Linked DNA regions of Anser cygnoides: all the other regions are linked to region 3. Evidence: chromatin contacts called from public Hi-C data. All regions are on one chromosome and are shown on one strand. Each heading gives the region's core, a stretch centred on a gene start, on an enhancer-like site or on the middle of the called end of the contact. The rest is flanking DNA. Distances are from core to core; before and after follow the strand shown. Region 1 has its middle 33 kb from the start of CPEB4. Region 2 has its middle 4.6 kb from the start of ERGIC1. Region 3 overlaps STC2 (stanniocalcin 2).

Region 1 (3,248 bases), core at 316-2,815, 180 kb after region 3:
CGTAGCAGAATTGAGTCCCGATTGGTTTTGACAGTCCTTGAGGAGTGGCTCTGACTCTAATTTCACTTAGCAAAGGCTTCTCCCCCACACAGCCTCCTTCGAACAGATAGATGTGTTTGAGAAATGAAAAGGGGAATCTAAGCTATTATTAGCTATGATACTCAGAGGTGACATGCAACTCCCCTTCCTCAGGATGTGTTTACAGAACATAATAGAGCAAATGCTGCAAATACACCTGGGAGCCCCGTGAAGAAAGCGTGACAATAGTTGCTCGTGGCATCCATCTATTCTCCGCACATTTGCCATTCAAGCAGAGAGAATCCAGAGGGTACCTTCTAACATCTTTTTAAAAAATCTGTCATTTTAATACAATTGCTGTAAAATTAGACTGTTTTGTGTACTGAACTTGCAGGGTACCACAAAATGAGTTCCTGAATGAGCTCATGTGAATGGGATGTCTTTCACACACGATGCTCCGCACACTCCGAGAGGGTAATGTAAATGTTAACATAAAAAGGTGTTCTACCAAATCGGAAGAAGCAAAAAAGCTCTCTTGTTCTGGGAACACGCAACGGAAATGCACACTGCAGCGAAAGGAAATTCTCGACTTTTCACAGGAGATGCGATAGTTTTCTGATTACACGTTGGAACTGAACCCGGCTCTGACCCTCTGCTAGCTGTGTGTGATCTGTGGACACCATTGTGTCAGTCCTGGTTATTTATCGGTCAGGGCATGGTGGGTCGCTTTCTGTGTAATTACCGCTGAGCACAACATGAAGCTGTATGTGTCTTTCCCTGCTCGCAGCCCGCAGATGTGGTACAGCTCTATTCACGCGAACAATGCTGCAATGGCTTGTTCTCTGTTAGCCAGTCGTGACATTTAACGTCGCCTTGGTGATTTTCTGGGTTCTGCAAAGTTAGCCTGAGCTTAGAAAACATTGTCTTGGAAGTGGAAAAAAATACCTCTGTGAAAAAACTACCTGGTAAAATCAGCCTTTATTCCTTCTTGTTGCTCTCTCCTGATCCAAATTTGCTTTCCAGATTCAGCTGTTAGGCAGAAGAGTTTGCTGAACAGCAGCAAATACATTTCGGTCTATGAATTGTTTGCAAATCCAGTGCGTTGACAATCTGTGGTGGGTGATGGGCTGCCAGAATCTCAATACTGCTCCCAGAAAAAGTGGCTACGGGCTTTAAACTAGAGAATGCTATCGAACTTTAGCAAGTGATGGATGCAGAAAGACACGTCTGTCTCAAATACAGGAAAGACATTGACTTTTGGTAGTTATTTTCGTTATACCTTGATTTATACTAGGTCCCAACAAGCTCAGAGGCTGAGCTTTGTGAACCTCAGCACTACTTCTCATACAAAGGAGCCAAAAATAATGCCTGTGCTTGAGAAGTGGTGTGGAGGAGATGATGGGACTAGGGAGAGAATCTTCTCCTTTCCTCCTCAGCAATTCCAAGGTGTCATGCCTGACTCTCAGGACACTTTCCATGTGGACCCTCCATGCTGTGCTGAGCGCCACTGGCAGCTCTGGAACGGCCACGGCCAGCCCCTGCCCTGGGCTGTGGCCTCAGGTGTGCGAGGAGCTGGGCATTGCAGTCATGCCTCAGCTCTGAGGAGCAAAATCTGGGGACACAAGAAAAAATACTCCATATTTCTTTGTCTTTTAAATTAATATATGTTAATTAGGGAGTTTCGGATAATGAAATCACCATGTTCTTTCCAAAAACCAGTTCCCTGTGGCTGGCCGCCTCACCAGGCCGAACTCCCCAGCTTGGAGCCTGCTTCATTTCCCAGGGAACCTTTTGTGCACGTCCTAATCACATGCGTAAGCGGAAGAATAAAAATTGCTGTTAGCCTCTTCCAGGGGCTGTTAGCATCTAGACCAAGCTCTCCAGCACGCTGCCAAATAAACAACAGGGCCTTGGTAGCAGCGATGTGATTCTGTGGCTGGTCTGTGGGGATTTCACCTCAACAGGACCATTCAAATGCTATCTCCCAGCCATGTTTACATTAATGACTGTCCCTGAAGTCCCCTCGTCTCTCCTCAGAGAATCTTATTCACTCGTTAGGCTTTTCACTTGGAACCATTCAACCTTGCTGCTTTGATTTTGTAACAGGACAAACTCCAAGTCCTAGCAGGATAAACAAGATTGTATGGCTAATGATTTGTGAGCTTGGCCTGAATGCAATTTACTGCAGAAATTCCAGCCCGTGAGACTTTGTAACCTGCTAATCAAGCACTTTTGGCAGGGGCTGTACAAATGGAAAGGATTTCATAGCCTCTGATTCTGGGGTCATGTCACTCTCCCAAATTGCAGAAATGCTTCTTTAAGGCACTGCTTAAATATCTAATGGCAACTGTTGGAGTAAGATAGGATTTCGCCCCAGTGTGATTTCACGTGTGGGGTGTAAGGGATGCTCCCTTCTGTACTTTACAAGTTGACCGTTTGCAGCCAGAGTCCAAAGACGCCTTACAGGGGAAATGGGGCCCGTCCTTATCAAACAGCAATAACAAGCACCATTACACAGCAGTACCGGGTAATCGATGTCAGGAACTGTGACTCAGCTTCGGCTCAGGTTGGTTCCCCGGGCAGGGATCACAGGACAACGGTGCAGTGTGTCACGTGGAGATAACCTGCTGCGGCAATCCCGCGGATTAGGCATTTCCTCAAGAGCCCGGGGTTGTGACTGTGGCTCTATCGCTTCGTGTTTGACCTTGGGCATGTCGCTGTGCTTGGAAAGAGGAAATAATATTTCTTTGTGAAAAGAAGAGCCCCGAGAGTCTCCGAGCTGTTGTTTCAAACTGCGATGGGTTCCTTGCCATCCTCAGGGGCTGGGCACCCTGGTGCTGTGGCGATCCCTCTCCCGACCTTCTCATCCTGCGAAGGTCCCACAGGTGCCAGGAGAAACAGGCGCGCACACAGCCAAATGCTGAAAATCCGGAGCCTGTCTTTTCCGCTCCTTCAGACTGCTGGAGATCTCAGGGCTGACCTGGGATCAGGGCTTTATTTGCTGAGATCGAGAAGCCGGCTCCATTTTATTGATTGCAGAGAGCTTCTCCTCTCATTCATGGGCGCACGCTGCTCCCAGGTTTCAGATGGGCTGATGAGGAAATGTCTGGTTATCCATTTCTTTGTCAGAGTCAGGAGCCCCTTCCAAACACAGCATTAGCTGACACAGGCAGACTGCTAGCTAGACAAACACTGCTCTGTGTGTCGCGTTCCAGTAAATACCTGCATTT
Region 2 (3,254 bases), core at 305-2,804, 160 kb before region 3:
TGCTGGTGCAAGGGCTCTGGGAGAGATCCAAAATAGCACTCAGGCACCAAAGTGCAACTTATGCAGACTGCTGGCGCCTGTGCTCATGAGAGCAACCCAGGAAAGCCCTGCCTAGCCTCCCTCAGCTACGTCAGATGCTGTAAGTGCCTACAGTTTCTGGCAAAAACTTCTTCAGGCGCCTAAAGGTCTGGCGCCTTTTTGTGCCCAGAAGCCCCCCTGCTCTGGCTGGGCTGAAATTCTCTTGCTTACTTCTCAAGCTACTTCTTACCTAAGTCCAGCCAGAAATCAGGTGGGCTTTTTTGCCAGTAAGGTCTTAATGACCCAGTTTCCTAGGCATGTTGTGACTGAATGGGACTCCAAGGACAAGGCAGAAGGGACCTCTCAGGAGTGCTTATGTGTTTATATGTATTTAACATTAGTAAGTCATGGACTCCTCCCACCCGTGTCCCAGTCTCAATATTGCCACTGTTTTCCAGATAAGAGCCCTAACCAAGCACTCTGTTTTGACACAAGACATTTTGCACTCCTGGTTACGCAGTGGCTCAGCTTTAAGATGCTGAACACAGAGCTCTCTCCTTCCTCCCTCTGAATGCCCTAAGCTTCTTGCAGCACTTGCTGTCCCCTTAAGTTCAAAGGTCCAGAACTGGACTTGGGAATATGTAAAACAGAAGGGGTGGCTCATCTCGTAGGAGTTATTTTCACTGACAGGACTGATTCAGGTGTCTACACTAAATGTGTGACTTACTTAAACCCACAATCAGTTTTTGGTCCCATATCAGAGTTTCAGAGGGACATATTCAGATGACCCCTTCTCCCAGGTGTTTCCTACTGGCTGATGCAGGCATCTCACCACCCAGTGTACTAGCTCTGGACATGTCAAGTCCTTAGGTTCCCAACTTTTCCTTTCCAATGTACAAGGAATTCAGGCATGTAACTCACTACAGAACGTTCCTCCTTTGAAAATCAGGTGCTAATCCTCAACTCATCTTTGCTATTAATCCAAATCTCTTCGAGATTTAATGCTTTTAGTTCAAAGTCCTCGATCATGAGACTTTGCTCTAGTTAACCATTAACTTGCATCTCCCTTTGGGTATGACCTCAAGCATTTTCAGTAACCTGAACTACACTAAACACTGATCAATAAAGGGATACGATGAAAGCTTGAGGTAAGCCTGTGACAGCAGCTGAAACTTGTTCATGGAATTCATTTCCACGGTGGAAAAGGAAGCAAATACAAAAATATTCTGTTCACCGTGACTTTCCCTTAGTAAATTCCTGACATACTGAAAAGTAAAGCAAACAAGCAAGAAAAGACAAACCATATTAAAAACAGGATAAATTTTCCGGGGACTTTAATAACTGTAGATTTCCATTAGCATTGCCCAGTGCAGTGCTCACCCACTGCCATATGGCAAGAAAGAGGACGTGTGCCTGTACCAGCCCCCTTCCACATACACAAACATACACACGGCAGCTGTAGCCAACCCTGGGATCTATAAAATAATCAGGTTATTACTTCTGTGTATTGAGCAGGAAGAAGAAAGTTTGTTTTTATGTCATCTTAAGGGAAAAGCTCAGACAGTCAATGAAGAAGGACCTTTTTAACTAGCAAGTTGACTAGATACTAATTTATTCTGCTGTCCATTTAAAGTCCAGTCTCACAACAGACTGATAGCTATAATAGCATATACGATAATGAGAAACACATACTATATTGTGTCAATACTTAAAGCTTGCTTTTCTGTTCCCCAGTATTTGTAAAGTACTATCAACAAGCAGCTTACTAAAATCCTAAGAGGAAGGGCTGAACTTTCATTACTGATTATACTTAGCACAGCACTTGTATTTGAATTCCTCACCTACATGCGCATCCTGTTCCTTCAAAAAGATTTCCTCACATGCTGTTATTTATATTTTTTAATGTTTTATAACATTTTCTGTTCATTCTCTAAAATGTTTTTTCCTTTTCCTGAACGGCAGTTGTTTAATGCTTCATGCAGCCAGCGACACACCCAGCAGAATACAACACATAATCAAGTAAACACGCCCTGCAAAGCAATGCGCTCACTTAAATCCCAAACCCACCCTGACACAAGTGCTGCAAGCATGTCCTGTGAATACATGCACAATGGTAAAATGTCGCAGAGTATATACCCGGCCACACACTGTCCCAAAGTAAAAGCCTCAGATCAGCTGTGAGCAAGCACTTCGCTAGCAGAAGGGGCAGAAGTGAATAAGCACTGCACCTTCCTTAACAGTCACTTCACATTCCCAGTTGATGAACAAAACCTAGGTGACCTAAACGATGACTGCATGTACCCTGCTTTACCTTTAGCAAACAATGCTGCTCATGACCCAGTCACAGCACTTACAATATGTTCTCAGTTCGAGAGCTGTAGTACGAGCCAGGGGCTCACATAAAACTCAGCCATGTGTAAGGAATCGCAAACAAAACAAAAGAGGAAATCATACATGAGCGTTACAGGGCGTTTTATTGTATGAAGTTATACTTAATGGGTTACACTTTTTTTGGAACAAAGAAATTTTGAGGTGACAAAATAGAGGTCATCAAAATTATCACAGATTACTATAAACTGTATTAGCATGAAGTTAAAAGTAAAGAACAGCATGTCACTGAGAAATTAGGAAGATCTAGAAAACCTGGACAGACAAAAATTTACTTGTAAGAACAACTTTATGGAGTAAGTATTAAGGAAGATGATTAAAATAAAGCACTTGTGGGTCACTTTCTTTCACTCCTTTCTTTCTTTCTCTCCTTCCTTCCTTCCTTCCTTTCTTTTTCTTTTCCTTTCTTTCCTTCTTTCTTTCTTTCTTTCTTTCTTTTCTTTCTTTCTTTCTTTCTTTCTTTCTTTCTTTCTTTCTTTCTTTCTTTCTTTCTTTCTTTCTTTCTTTCTTTCTTTCTTTCTTTCTTTCTTTCTTTCTTTCTTTCTTTTCTTTCTTTCTTTTTCTTTCTTCATTTCTTCCTTCCTTTCTTTCTTTTCTTTCTTTCTTTCTTCCTTTCTTCCTTTCTTCCTTTCTTCCTTTCTTCCTTTCTTCCTTCCTTTCTTCCTTTCTTCCTTTCTTCCTTTCTTCCTTTCTTTTTCTTTTTCTTTCTTTCTTTCTTTCTTTCTTTCTTTCTTTCTTTCTTTCTTTCTTTCTTTCTTTCTTTCTTTCTTTCTTTCTTTCTTTCTTTCTTTCTTCCTTTCTTCCTTTTTCATTCTGTCTTTCTGTCTTTTCTTCCTTCCTTCCTTCCT
Region 3 (3,223 bases), core at 17-2,516:
GGAGACAACACAAAGTGCTGTATCTGCAGTTTGATTTTTGCAAATCTTAGAATTTTGCTTTTCTCCTTTGCTGAAACTCCGATAAGCATTTAAGTTTTGATACTGATCCTTCCTGGGATGGTAACAGAGAGCACTCAGGATTACAGATACTGCCCTCCTGTTACATCCCTGCTGACCAATGCTTACTGATAGATTATTCAGAGCTGGCAGCAGAGATGCCAAATGGATACCCTCTGTTTTCACGGTAAAATGTTGAAGGGAGATCTCTTGCTACGTTATGAACTATCAGGGTCTTTTATACACGCAGGACAAGTCTTATCAGCTGTTACAGCATCTAGAAAGCCTTGCAGTTGTATTTCTTAACGGGTCTGGCTGAAACCCAGTGCTCATGGCTCTGTCCCCGTGCTTGGCGCTGCTGAATTTGTGTGGGTCCCCTTCCCTGCCCTGGCAGCATCTCAGGACGCTGAGCTGTGCCTCCAGCCAGGCTGAGCACAGGGCAGTGCCACTGCCACGTCTCAGGGGATTTTGTGATCCAAGGTCCAAAACGCTGGGCAAGAGGAAACCCACCAGCACCCGCATCCCTGCACTCTCTTCCCAACCTGCATAGGGGCTAATTTAAAGCAGATGAAATGGCTCTGACATGCCGCAGTGAACCCAATCCGCAGCTCCTGCTGGGGAAAAAGCCTCCCAGGCTGTGCAGGGGCTTTGCTTGAACCTGCAAAGGATGTGAGCTTCTGCTCCCGGTGGTTTTTATCGTCTACTTTGCCCTGCATCTCTTTCTCCACTCCCAAGCCAAGCTGCCAGATCCCAGCTAAGCAGCCAGCAAGGCCTCCCTCCCAGGGGAACAGCCCATCGGTGACAAGGTCTCTGCCCCTGACGTACAGGGAGGAAAGGCTGGCTCTGTCCGGGGAATGAGCCACGGTGCTGGCACAGCCCCGTCCCCGTGTCCTGCTCCAGCCAGGGCACAGCGCTGCTGCTCCCAGCCCGGGGACAGCCAGACAGATCACCTCTGCCCCCCTTGGTCGCTACCGGGAGCCTGGCCTGGCTTCAAAGGGCTTTTCTTACCCCTTATCACAGCGTCTGAAATTCCAGCTTAAACAAAACCCAGCCACAGACTTATTCAAAACATTTATTAGTGTTTAAGGAAAATAATAGTGTGAAAGGTACAGAGCTTTGTCTAAAGCCATATGCATTTTTGTTTTTTTTTTACAAGCTTATTTGGCTGCAAATTCTACATGAGATAAAACTAGTATGTTTTTCTCCCAGAGATTTGGAATTAAGGACAGTTTGTCGTTTTTTTTTTTTCCTTTTAGTTCAGCACTTTAAGTTAGGACAGCATTTTCCAGGGTTTATTGGTATCTTCTTCCAGTAAGCATTTTGCTTCTCCCAGTATTTTCATTCCAGAACAAGGCTCATTCCAGATGCAAAGCGTAAAGGAAACATTCATACCTTGGCTTTGAAGCTAAACCTCCTTCATGAACAGCAAGTTCATAAGGAATGTTAATTAAAGCATCATACAGTATCTAAATGGACATTTTTTTTTTTAACTTTATAAAGAATTAAGGCTATGTAGATGTCACAATAAAATACTCTCAGGTAAAACGCACCCTATTTGTTAGACATGAAAGAAGGTTTAACAATAAATAAATGATTTATGCTGTCAATAACATTATGGAACTGTATAAAACTATATTTACGCAGCTTTAAACATAAAAAACATACTAGTGGCATGAATATATACAACACAGGTCATGACGTACGTTTAAATTATCATAGCCAGCAGTGTTTTTTTTTTTTAAATGGAGACACTATAATAAATAGAAATGTTAAATATTTACAATAATAGCATATGTGGAATCAGTAGATGAACACATAAAATCTTCACACACAGAGGAAAAAAAAAAGTTATGCCTTATAAAAAAAATCCCTCCCACCCACAGCTTGCCCACCCACCCAAAAGAAATTGTCATTGACTAGACAAGGGGAATATACAATTTTCCCCCCTCAAAACAAATGAATACAAATAAAACTGTATGCATGCTGAGGTGATATGTTGACTGAGACATTCAAGGATATACCTGTCTATATGTTTGGTTCCCATAGATGCATCGGACCTCTAATGAGAGAGGGATCTTATTTCAGTTCGATGCATGAACATTACGTTGGTAGCGAGTCGTTTCATTTCGTGTTTTTTTTTTTTCCTTTTTTTTTTTTCTGAAATGCTTGGATTGTCTTTTTGGTTCGAGCTTGTTCTTTACGGTGACATATGCCACCACAGGGGAGAGGATGCTCACAGGAAACTCCGGGAGGCACACTGGAGACTTCCTTATGGTACCACCAGCAGCCACTTGGTTTTTGGAGCAGTTTTTGGAGCAGAGGTGCTAGCTGTCAGAGCTAGCAAGAGCTAGCCTTAGCAAGCCCCTCCGTGACATCCTGGGGGCACCCTCCAGGGGACAGCCCTGCTGCAGCTCAGCAGGTCAGCCTGGGCTCTGCTCCTTGGGTCACGCTGGTCTTTGTAGCTACGGTATTTGGCCTGATCCCACATCTTCCCGATTAAGTTGAATGAGAACATCACAGAACTTAGCTAAAATCAGGAAGGATCAAGGTCATTTCCTTAAAGACCCGGTGATCACAGGGAGCCACACCTCTTCAACTTAGCGGTTCTCTCTTGCTTCCTACGTGACTTCTATTAAAAGTAATGCCTAGAAATTCTGCGCGTGGATACATGCATTAAACCCTGAATATAGCTATTAGGAGCTGTGCTCACTCAGCAGTAGCTAAAATCTGAGTTGGAAATTGTAGCCAAATTCCAACAGCCTCTACTGTTTGTGCAGCTCCTTCCCACCATGCGACAAGACGTACGTTAGTTCACCGGGTACGTTCTGTCTCTGCTGAACTGCCTTCCTGCCCCCACAGCTTTCCTCCCAAACTTTCTAAATAAGAAGGCTCAGATCTTTGGTGTGATTCCCACTTTCTAAGAAAACTCACTTTTTCTCCAGAGGAAGCTGAAGAGCTCACCCTTCTGTCCCCGTGGGTGCTGTCACCTCCATTTCCAGTACCATATCTGGGGACATAGGATTGCGCGGCTGCAACCTGAGAATTACAATTGCATAGGGGGTAGGAGAGATGCATCCCAACACCTCATTCACACTTTAAACTGCCTAGAGACAATCCATTCTTGGCACTCTCTCTCTCTAGTAACTCATTCTACAGAGACCGGCGG

Evidence for each region. Hi-C and Micro-C count contacts between places; a contact is called where the count stands out from the background.
Region 1: a Hi-C map of liver shows a contact between it and region 3, with 2.4 times the contacts expected there. The contact joins two enhancer-like sites. A contact is called at or near these places in 2 of 7 Hi-C or Micro-C datasets (both in liver).
Region 2: a Hi-C map of liver shows a contact between it and region 3, with 3 times the contacts expected there. The contact joins two enhancer-like sites. A contact is called at or near these places in 2 of 7 Hi-C or Micro-C datasets (both in liver).

Annotation. Positions count from the first base shown.
Region 1 is chr14:10,252,193-10,255,440 of Taihu_goose_T2T_genome, reverse strand. No RefSeq gene overlaps it. Among named protein-coding and RNA genes, the nearest start is that of CPEB4, 33 kb to the right of the region's middle. Within about 2 kb of position 1,565, at least 2 of the 3 cell types and tissues checked have open chromatin away from gene starts, as enhancers often do. A contact at or near this core is called in liver, where this site is marked.
Region 2 is chr14:10,594,896-10,598,149 of Taihu_goose_T2T_genome, reverse strand. No RefSeq gene overlaps it. Among named protein-coding and RNA genes, the nearest start is that of ERGIC1, 4.6 kb to the right of the region's middle. Within about 2 kb of position 1,554, at least 2 of the 3 cell types and tissues checked have open chromatin away from gene starts, as enhancers often do. A contact at or near this core is called in liver, where this site is marked.
Region 3 is chr14:10,433,399-10,436,621 of Taihu_goose_T2T_genome, reverse strand. It overlaps STC2 (stanniocalcin 2), which reads right to left. Exons shown (of 4, transcript XM_067005575.1): 4 at 1,116-3,223. The region is part of intron 2 of LOC125184912 (a long non-coding RNA gene); the gene reads left to right. Among named protein-coding and RNA genes, the nearest start is that of STC2, 11 kb to the right of the region's middle. Within about 2 kb of position 1,266, at least 1 of the 3 cell types and tissues checked has open chromatin away from gene starts, as enhancers often do. A contact at or near this core is called in liver, where this site is marked.